Regions from separate parts of the Sus scrofa genome. Here region 2 is linked to region 1. Evidence: chromatin contacts called from public Hi-C data. All regions are on one chromosome and are shown on one strand. The core of a region is the stretch at or near the end of the contact, and the rest is flanking DNA. Distances in the headings are between cores, read along the strand shown. Region 1 overlaps JADE1 (protein Jade-1). Region 2 has its middle 28 kb from the start of JADE1.

Evidence for each region. A called contact is a pair of places that touch in the nucleus more often than the background predicts.
Region 2: a contact with region 1 is called in a Hi-C map of embryonic fibroblasts, with 2.3 times the contacts expected there. The contact joins two enhancer-like sites. A contact is called at or near these places in 5 of 47 Hi-C or Micro-C datasets (embryonic fibroblasts, epiblast stem cells and fibroblasts) and 2 of 2 datasets of contacts at active chromatin or transcription factors (alveolar macrophages and skeletal muscle).

Annotation. Positions count from the first base shown.
Region 1 is chr8:96,258,089-96,262,789 of Sscrofa11.1, forward strand. All of the region lies in intron 5 of JADE1 (protein Jade-1), which reads right to left. Among named protein-coding and RNA genes, the nearest start is that of JADE1, 300 kb to the right of the region's middle. Within about 2 kb of position 2,298, at least 6 of the 83 cell types and tissues checked have an H3K27ac peak or open chromatin away from gene starts, as enhancers often do. A contact at or near this core is called in embryonic fibroblasts, where this site is marked.
Region 2 is chr8:96,589,986-96,594,686 of Sscrofa11.1, forward strand. No RefSeq gene overlaps it. Among named protein-coding and RNA genes, the nearest start is that of JADE1, 28 kb to the left of the region's middle. Within about 2 kb of position 2,661, at least 35 of the 83 cell types and tissues checked have an H3K27ac peak or open chromatin away from gene starts, as enhancers often do. A contact at or near this core is called in embryonic fibroblasts, where this site is marked.

The sequences.
Region 1 (4,701 bases), core at 1,048-3,547:
CACTGTGATGCAGTAGGTTAAGAATCTGACTGCGGCGGCTTGGGTTGCTGTGGAGGTGCAGGTTTGATCCCTGGCCCAGTGCAGTGGGTTAAAGGATCAGCATTGGTTTCAGCTGTGGCTCGGACTCAAATCCTTGATCTGCAAACTTCCATACACTACGGGTGCAGCTAAAAAAAAAAGGAAAAAAATGTGCATTAAAGAATGTATTTTCAGACACCAATGTACCTTAAAGATAAAAGTATTTTATAGTGAAATGTTTCTGTTTGCTAAGTTCACACTATATGCATGTTATTCCTAAACACTAAGCAACTGATAATTTGATTCCTAAATTATTGGTCAGCAACGACTGCCTCTCCCACAAGAAAAGATTTATGTTTTCTTAATCAGTCTTCTATGGAGCATACAGTAAGTACCCAATGTAACAAAGTATGTAAATATGATAATGACCTATACTTTAGTAATCTCCTGTTCCTAAACGAAGGTGAAGGAAATCCAGCTGGTTTCTTACCTTAGTTTTTAAAGTAAACATTAATCACCTAGACAGTAAGTTTTTAAATTGACATCATTATCTAAATCATATGCTCAGAGTCTAAAAATACTAGTATGACTACAATTCAAACCCAGATTTCTCACTTTAACCAAAGGGTTATATCTGGTATAAAGATAGTCATAGATTTGATTTAACTGACAAAGTGCTTAAATCTCAAGTGTTAAAGTTTTAACCTTGTCTAAATATTTCAACCCAGAAATACAGAACCTTTAAATGTGTCCTTTATAATGTCAAACATCAAAATTTGTTTAAAGGAAATACTACCCAAGCTACTACAGAGCCTTTGCAAAGATATCATACTTGAAAATATTCAGCTGAAAAGTTTATATTAGAAATAAATAACCAGTTCTCCCAAAAAAGAAAAGATTATAAAAACTGACCAGATAATCGTAACTGCAATATTTACTTCTAGGAATGTAACCAATACAATCCAAGTGCTAGAACACATTAATTCACCATAAATTCCTTATAAATTATGTTTTAACTCAGACTTTACAAGTCAATAAAATAATTTTTTCAGAGCTCTTCTGTGGCTGAGCAGCTTAAGCATCCAGCATTATTACTGCAGTACCTTGGATCGAGGCTATGGTGACAGTTCAATCCCAGGTCCAGAAACTTAGACGTGCCACAGGTGTGGACAAAATCAATCAATCAATCAATCAATTGTTCACAAGTTAATCTAACACCATTGTTTTAAAGACTATTTCATTATTTTAAGGAATTTGTGTGAGTGGTTCTGAATGAATCATAGGCAGTTTCCACTTGCCAATTTATAAATAATCCAATCTTTGCTTATAAACCCTAAAACAATCTATTAAACCCTTCCAGGTCTCTGTAACTGATGACTCAAATAAGAGTCAGCAACCGGACAGCAGTCATGACAAAATATTCCAATTATTTGTATTTGGAATGTATTTGAAATTATTTGTATTTTTGTTAACTTCCCTTTACACGGGAGTAAATGAATTCATCCCAAAACAATAAATAGGCAATCGGGCACCATGACCTCCAATCTTGAACTTCTATCCCTATCTCCATCTACTCAGAATTCCTCTCTGTTAGATCTATATGCTCAGGTACGAAGATATCAAAGATATAACAAGAAACACCAGCAAGCTGCAGGTGGGAAAAAATGAAGTATCAGCCCATTTACATATTAAACATAAACCAACGGCTTGCATACTCATGGAAAATTTCTGGAGGAGCATTAAAGTTGATAGTGTTTACTTCTGAGAAATTAACTACAGTCAGAAAGAGTAGGGTGGCAACTTCACTTCTCTCTATGACCTTTTGCATGGTTTAGTTTTTTACCACGATTGTGTACCACACTATTTAAAATAGTAAAGATTTAAAATCCAAAATATTTCTTCCCTGCTCTTCACATTGTAGAAGACCCTAAGAGCACAACTTCTTGGCCCTGTGCAGGCACCAGCCTAAAAAGAGCAGCCGCCAATAAACTACATATATTCCACCTCCTTCCTGAGGTGGGGATCAAAGGCTTGTCTTGTTTAGAAACACCTGATGAAACAGCACAGGAAGAAAAAAATAGAAACGGTAACAGGATAATACCATAAAATGCTATTATCACTCATTCATTATTTACTTCAAAACTAAGTTTCTAAGAGTTTCCATTGTGGCTCAAAGGGTTAAGAACTGGACTTGTATCCATGAGGATGAGGGTTAGACCCCTGGCCTCACTCAGTGGGTTAATAGGATCCGGCACTGCTGCAAGCTGCAGCCTAAGTCACAGATGCAGAGTGGATCCAGTGTAACTGTGGCAAAGGCCAGTAGCTGCAGCTACAATTTGATCCCCTAGCCTGGGAACTTCCATATGCCACAGTGCAGTCCTAAAAAGAAAAAGAAAAAAAAAAAAAAAAGTAAGTTTCCAAACATAAGAATAGCCAATGCCAATAAGAGGTCACTAAAAATATTAAAGTATATACAGTAGGAAAAAAGAAACTAAAACCGGTCAGGAAAACTAGGGTTTAAACTACCTCTAAAGAATAAATACTCAACTTCCTACCCATTTCAAAAGCAGTATTATTTCGGGGGAAAAAAAAAAAAAAAGCTGCATTCCAGAGATGGCTACCAAATACACAATTTCCTTTACCCATGGCAGACATGGTTAATAAATTAGGTCATTCTTTTTCCACAAGCCCAGACATGACTTCAGAATCCTCCCTAACACAGTGCTATCACTCAGAATTCATGAGTGATAAAGCTACTTGCCCTTAAGGTCCTATTTTCACACTTTTTTTTGACAATTTACCAGAGAAAACTAAGATAAGACCAATCTATTCAGAATATATGAAAATAAAGTTTTTTCCAAAGCATTTCCCTGAAATCAGAAGTTTGTGTTCCATTCCTGGGTCTCTGAACCAAATTCTAATTTGTAACACATTCATGCAAATCTTCAGGTCAAACTCAAAGTTCAATAAATAACACTTTAGAAAGAAACAGCAGGAGATAGTTTCTGAATGCACCAAGGTAGGGATAAGGATGGCAAAGGAGTCTACAACCCCTTATTCCACCCTTGGAAGAATAAGCCAATAAATGCAAAGTGCCTACAGGGTAATTTTAAAAGATTTTTAAATGCTCAAACCAGATGTTCTTACACAGGATATACAAAGCAGCTTCTGCAGAAACCAGACTCAAACAGCTAATGACAATTACACTGTGCACAGATTTAAATGCAGCTGTTTTGAGGAACTTTGTTCCTTGATTATAGCTAGTTGTTCAGAAACTATCAGTTACCACTAACAATCGTTCAGTCACCAAAAATTGTTAAAGTACTGTTTAAAAAAAAAAAAAAATCAGACCCCCAATGTTTTACACTGGAAGACCTAAATGGCACACTTAACAAAAAAAGTATTTACACATCATCTGAATTACATATAAAAGCAAACATTTCATCACAATTGTACAAGTCTTGCTATTATGGTCACGGAAACAAAAGGCAATCTCAAAACTTAGCAGAAAGGTCTGGAAAGTAGGTATTCTCTGAAGCTAAAGCTGAAAAGTCTCAGGATGGATCATGTCTACAGGAAATCTTCCCCAAAGAAACCCATAAATCATAAGTGTGGTGCTAGAAAACATTTCAGAAATAAGTTAATCTACTTTTCCTAATTTTAAAGGCAAGTATGTCCAATAAATACTGGAGATATTAAGCAACATGAGCAAAGACACACAGACATGTCTAGGGCAAAGCCAGTGGCTGAACCAAAGATCAGTTCCCAAGGTGGGTGGTCCTCCTATGCCACCCACCTCCTCCCAGGTGTTGGGGACATGGAGCATCAGTGTCGAAAAATGAGACACATGAACATGGGGAGGATCTTGACAAGGCTCTTCAGCAGAAGGGCACGGGTACTCCAAAAAGCATGTGCAGCGAACAAAGAACCCCTATTTATCCCTAACAAGGTGATTTACCTGTCCCCTTCCCACTGATAGGGTCAGGGTGCACATTCTTCCCAATTGGCTAATTTGAAACAAACTGTCACTGGGAAAAAAGGTAAAGAAGAAGGGTGTCACAGGGTTGATTCAGCCAAAACCGGAGCAAAATGGAGTAACCAAGATTTCCTTGAAAAAGACATTATGTTACTTTCCACACAGGTGCCTGTACCATGGGATTCTTGCTCCTAGACACCTACTGGGATATAGAAAAAGGATACCTCAAAGATTAAGGCCATGCATTATACGTAATTAGAGAGCAGACAACTGACTAAATGCACTCAATAAACAACAGTCTGTTAACTTGGAAATTGAAACATGGTTTCATGGCAAGCAAATGTGAAGATAGTTGCAAAAACCATTTTTTGGGGTGGAGCATACAAAAGGTAGAGCTGAAAGGAGAATAATATGCTTGTAGCTCCCTAAACACTGTCAAAGGGGTACAAGTTCTCTGAGCAGCAGGCATTAACTTCTGATTGGTGTGACACACACCCTACTTGGAGAGAGGTTATCTCCTTCCGTAGGTTATTGGGTATATTACCTTACACTGGGTTTCTGGCCCTGCCCCCTTGGAGGGTATGACTACCTAGCTCTGCCTTCCTAAGTTCGCGGGGTCCTGCATTACACATCCTATCCTCAAAGGGGATCCAGGAACCAAAGAGTTAAGAACCACAACCCTCAGACTAGCCAACTCCCTCCGTATT
Region 2 (4,701 bases), core at 1,411-3,910, 330 kb after region 1:
CATTGCTAATTATTAGAAAAATGCAAATCAAAACTACTATGAGGTACTACCTACACAAGCCAAAATGGCCATCATCAAAATGTATACAAATAATAAATGCTGGAGAGGATGTAGAGGAAAGAAATTCCTCTTACACTGTTGGTGGGAATGTAAATTGGGGCAACCATTATGGAAAACAATATAGTTTCCTAAAAAAATCTAAAAACAGAACTACCATATGATCTAGCAATCCCACTCCTGGGCATCTATCCAGAAAAAAAACACAATTCTAAAAGACACATGCACCCCAATGTTCACTGTACAATAGCCAAGACATGGAAGCAATCCAAACATCTATTGACAGAGGAATGGATAAAGAAGATGTGGTAAATATATACTGTGGAATATTACTTGGACATAAAAAATAATGAAATAATGGAGATCCTGTTGTGGCGCAATGGAAGTGAATCCAACTAGGAACCATGAGGTTGTGGGTTCGATCCCTGGCCACACTCAGTGGGTTAAGGATGTGGTATTGCTATGAGCTGTGGTGTGTGTCGCAGACACAGCTCAGATCCTGCATTGCTGTGGCTGTGGCTGTAGCCAGCAGCTATAGCTCTGACTGGACCCTTAGCCTGTGAATCTCCATGTGCTGTGGGTGCAGCCCTAAAAAAGCACACACACACAAAAAAGGAATGAAATAATGCAACTTGCAGCAACATGGATGGACCTAGAGATTATCATACTAAGTGAAGTTAGTCAGTGAAAGACAAACATCATATGATATCACTTATAGGTGGAATCTTAAAAAAAAGGATACAAATGAACTTATTTGCAGAACAGAAACAGACTTAGACATTGAAAACCAACTTATGGTTACCAAAGTGGACAGGTATTGGGGGAAGGATGAATTGGGGGGTTGGGATTGGCATATGCACACTGTGATACATGGAGTGATTGGCCAACAGGGACCTGCTGTATAGCACAGGGAACTCTACCCTAAATTCTGTGATGATCTATGTGGGAAAAGAATCTGAAAAAGAATGGATATGTCTGCACGTATAACTGAATTACTTTGTGGTACAACAGAAATTAACATTGTAAATTAACTATACTTCAATAAAACTTTTTAAAAATGGGAAAAAAAGGCCCCCTGGGGAGGCTTATTTGGGTTTCAAGTAATATCTTCCTCATCCTCACCTGGTGCCTTTGATACTGAGGAATCGAGAACACCTTAAAGGAAGCTATGGCCCTTTCTTTTAGAAATGAAGTTTTTGCCCAATAAGCCTTCCCACGTTTGACTCTGACTATTGGCATTTGATTCAGAATCATCAGTTTCCACAAACTATAAGTATTTTACATAAAACAGAGATACCACCAGCTTTAGTTGCCATGCCACAGGATCTTTAGTGGGCTATAGATGATAGGCAACCTCGTGTTGGCCAGTAATTTCAACAGACATGCCTCTAGCACAAGGAGGTGGAAGTAAGCAGAAGCAGGGATTCTGGCAAAGTGTTGATCCCTAAGAAAGGCACGGAGGTTGGGGCAGGAGACCACAGTCCAATGGACAGTATCTGAAATGAAAAAGGTATATCTGGGCTCACATCAGCTATCATATCTTGGGGATCAGGTGTCCTGAACAGATAGGTGACAACAACTGGGCACAGGCAGAAGTTTACTTGTGGTCAAGCCCCAACCTGCATCTAATTTCCAGTAGCTGGATCTCTATCTGAATCACCTACCTGGCATTCAAGTTTATTTAAGCCCTTAATCATCTCCACAGAGTTTATAGCTATAACTCTGAATGCCAGACCTGAAGCAGAGGACCTGCTTCAGACCCCCTTATATCCTGCATCCCAGCTTATATCCTGCATCCACCATTTCTCAAAGACTCCCATGTTATGGTTCCATTACATGTGGCAACAAGGTGAGGAAGAGGCATCTATGCCTGTGCTTGAGCCCCAAAAACCAGCTGTGTGACCTTGGGCAAGTTACTCTTATAAACTTCAGTTTTCTTCATCCAAGGATGTTATGTGGATTAAATGAAATAACAAATGCAAAATAGAGTACCTGTCACATAGTAAGTGCTCAATAAATTTTAAGGATGATGAAGAAAACAAGGTGAAAGATGGATCTTCTTAACACTGGCCACATGACTGGGATTCAACCATACCATAATGGTTCTCAGCCAGGGGTTATTTTGCCTCCAGGGGACATCTGGCAATGTCTGGAGACTTTACTTATTGCATTAATTGAGGGCAAAGGAGAGGCATAGCGGTGTGCTACTGACATCTGATTGGTAGAAGCCAGGGTGCTGCTAACCATCCTTCAAAGCACAGCACAGTTCTCCTGCCCTCAGCAAAGACTTATCTGGTCCAAAATGACAATAGTGCCAAGGCTGAGAAACCCTGCTTGCCAGTAGCAGCATTCCCCTGACTTTCCCCAGCCTCTGCTATCAATATGCCCCTAGCTGGTGTCTGTGGCTGATCTCCCAGGTCTGGCCCATCCCCCTGGCTCCTGAGCTCCTACTCTGTAGGCTTCTTTGTCAAATGGCCACCAGGCTTCGTTGGCCTGAGCTGAGTCCATAACAACAGGGATGGGGAGAATGACCTGGCCCTCCCTCTGACCAGCAACAGGCGAGAAACTGCTTCCTGCAGGCCTGTGGCAGAGAGCCACATGCAAACAAGGGCAGCAGCTCGTAGAACGTTCCACCCAAACTGGCTCCTCACCAGGCCAGACCATGAGTCACTACCACATGCTGCCGCCTCTCACCGTGACCTTTCTTTATCCCTTCATTAGCTGTAAATCTTCAGGAGCAAAACAGCAGAGAACAGACTGGAAAGGCCTTGGCAGAATATCATACCTGGCAAGTGCCCAAATCAAAATTCAGAGTTAAATACCCAGACGCTGAATGAACGCCAATCACACAGCAAACCAAGTCTCCCCAGAGCCATCCCCATGCACCAGACAAGTGGACAAACGGAACTCCCTCTCTTGACATAATTTAAATCATGTGGCAGCACTGGAGCATCATCTCCAGGAGAAGGAACAGATGTGTTTAGCAATACCCAGATGGCTAGGGACAAATTGAAGGACCTGTGTAATGTTTGCCCATAATTCATGCTTGCACCAAACCACACTGCACCCCTAAGAAATCTTTCTCATGTCCCTGATTCCTCTTGTGTCAAATGGAATTAATATTGTCTTCTGTGCAGTGTTATGAGAAATAATTAACAAAGAGCATAGGTTATTAAATAGTTCTTTGGCTCTAAATAAAGCAAAACTGGATTTTTTGTTTGTTTGTTTCTGCCTTTCCAGAAGCAGACCATCATGCTGGGGAAAATGCCAGTGAATGGGGCAGCTGCCTTCTGCAGGGGAATTTACTCTGCCCAGTCTCACTAGAGTCATCTTTCTGAGTGTATTCTAACCACCTGCATTAGAAGCATCTAGAAAATCTGAAAAAAAGCAGATTCCCAGAGCTACAGTGACAAGCTACTGAATTTCTGCAGATGAGACTTTGGAAGATATACTTTTAACAAAATCCACATTTGAGATTTATAACCACTACCATTTGAGAATTTTGTAACAATGACTAAACCCTGGGATAGCAGAGCCACCTTCACTATTTCCAGAAGTAAGAAGACCGGGTCCTTTGCCTTCTTTTCTCTGCTAATGTTGCCCCATCTTATGTAAGCAGAATTTCTGGATGAGACGGAACAAATTCATAATGATTCATCTGAACTAAACTGTCCACCCTCACACTTATAATACTGACAGCAACAAATTGCCCTTCTGAGTTTTGTAATTTCTCTCAACATTCTTTAAGTTTAAAGGGACTGAGTGATTCCCCTTTGCTGTTGGATGCCTGCCACCCTGAGCAAATCCCCCTCTCCAATCACTTGTTGCTAGGAAACTGATCACATATAGGTCTGACCCACAATCAATCAATCCCTCCTCTCCTCACGCTCGACAGTTGTATTTAGTATATGTTCCACACATTCACATTCATTGTCCTTACAATGATCTTGTGAGAAATTATCTCCATTGTATAGATGAGGGAACGAAACCACCAACAGGCAACATAGGTAATAGAACTGGTATTTGACTAAGCTGTTTGACTCTAACCCCAATGCTCTTAACAGCTCAAATTGAATAAACCCAATGCTCTAAGCTACTCTGCCTCCTACTGTCTCTAGGAAATTATAACTCTAAGTAGCCATCAACTGAGTATAGTTGTCTAGAGTTTAAAATCTCCTAACCATACCATTAGCAAGCATGGACATGCAGACCAACCAAAGTGAAATTATTTGACGACTACTAGACCATTCAGTTTCATTCATTACAGGTAACTCATGAACTTTTGAGCTAATAACAACAGCTAGCATTTGTTAAGCACTTGCTACTGCAAAGAACTGTTCTCAGTGCTTTAAGTATTCTAACTCAATGAATCCCCTCAACCCTCCTCTGAGGTTGGAGATACCACCATTCTCTTTTCACAGCTGGGAAAATGGCAGCACCGAAGTGTTTAGTAAGGGGTCTGAAGTCATGTAGCTAGTAAATGGCAAGGCTGGAAAACATAGCTAGATAATAGGGCTCTGTAACAAATACCTTAACTAACCTACTTTACTGTATATTCCATTATTAACACAGTGAGAGCCATACCAATGCAGACAGTTGTGGATGCGAGGAGGACCTGCTTTTCCTAAAGATCTTTCTAGCACC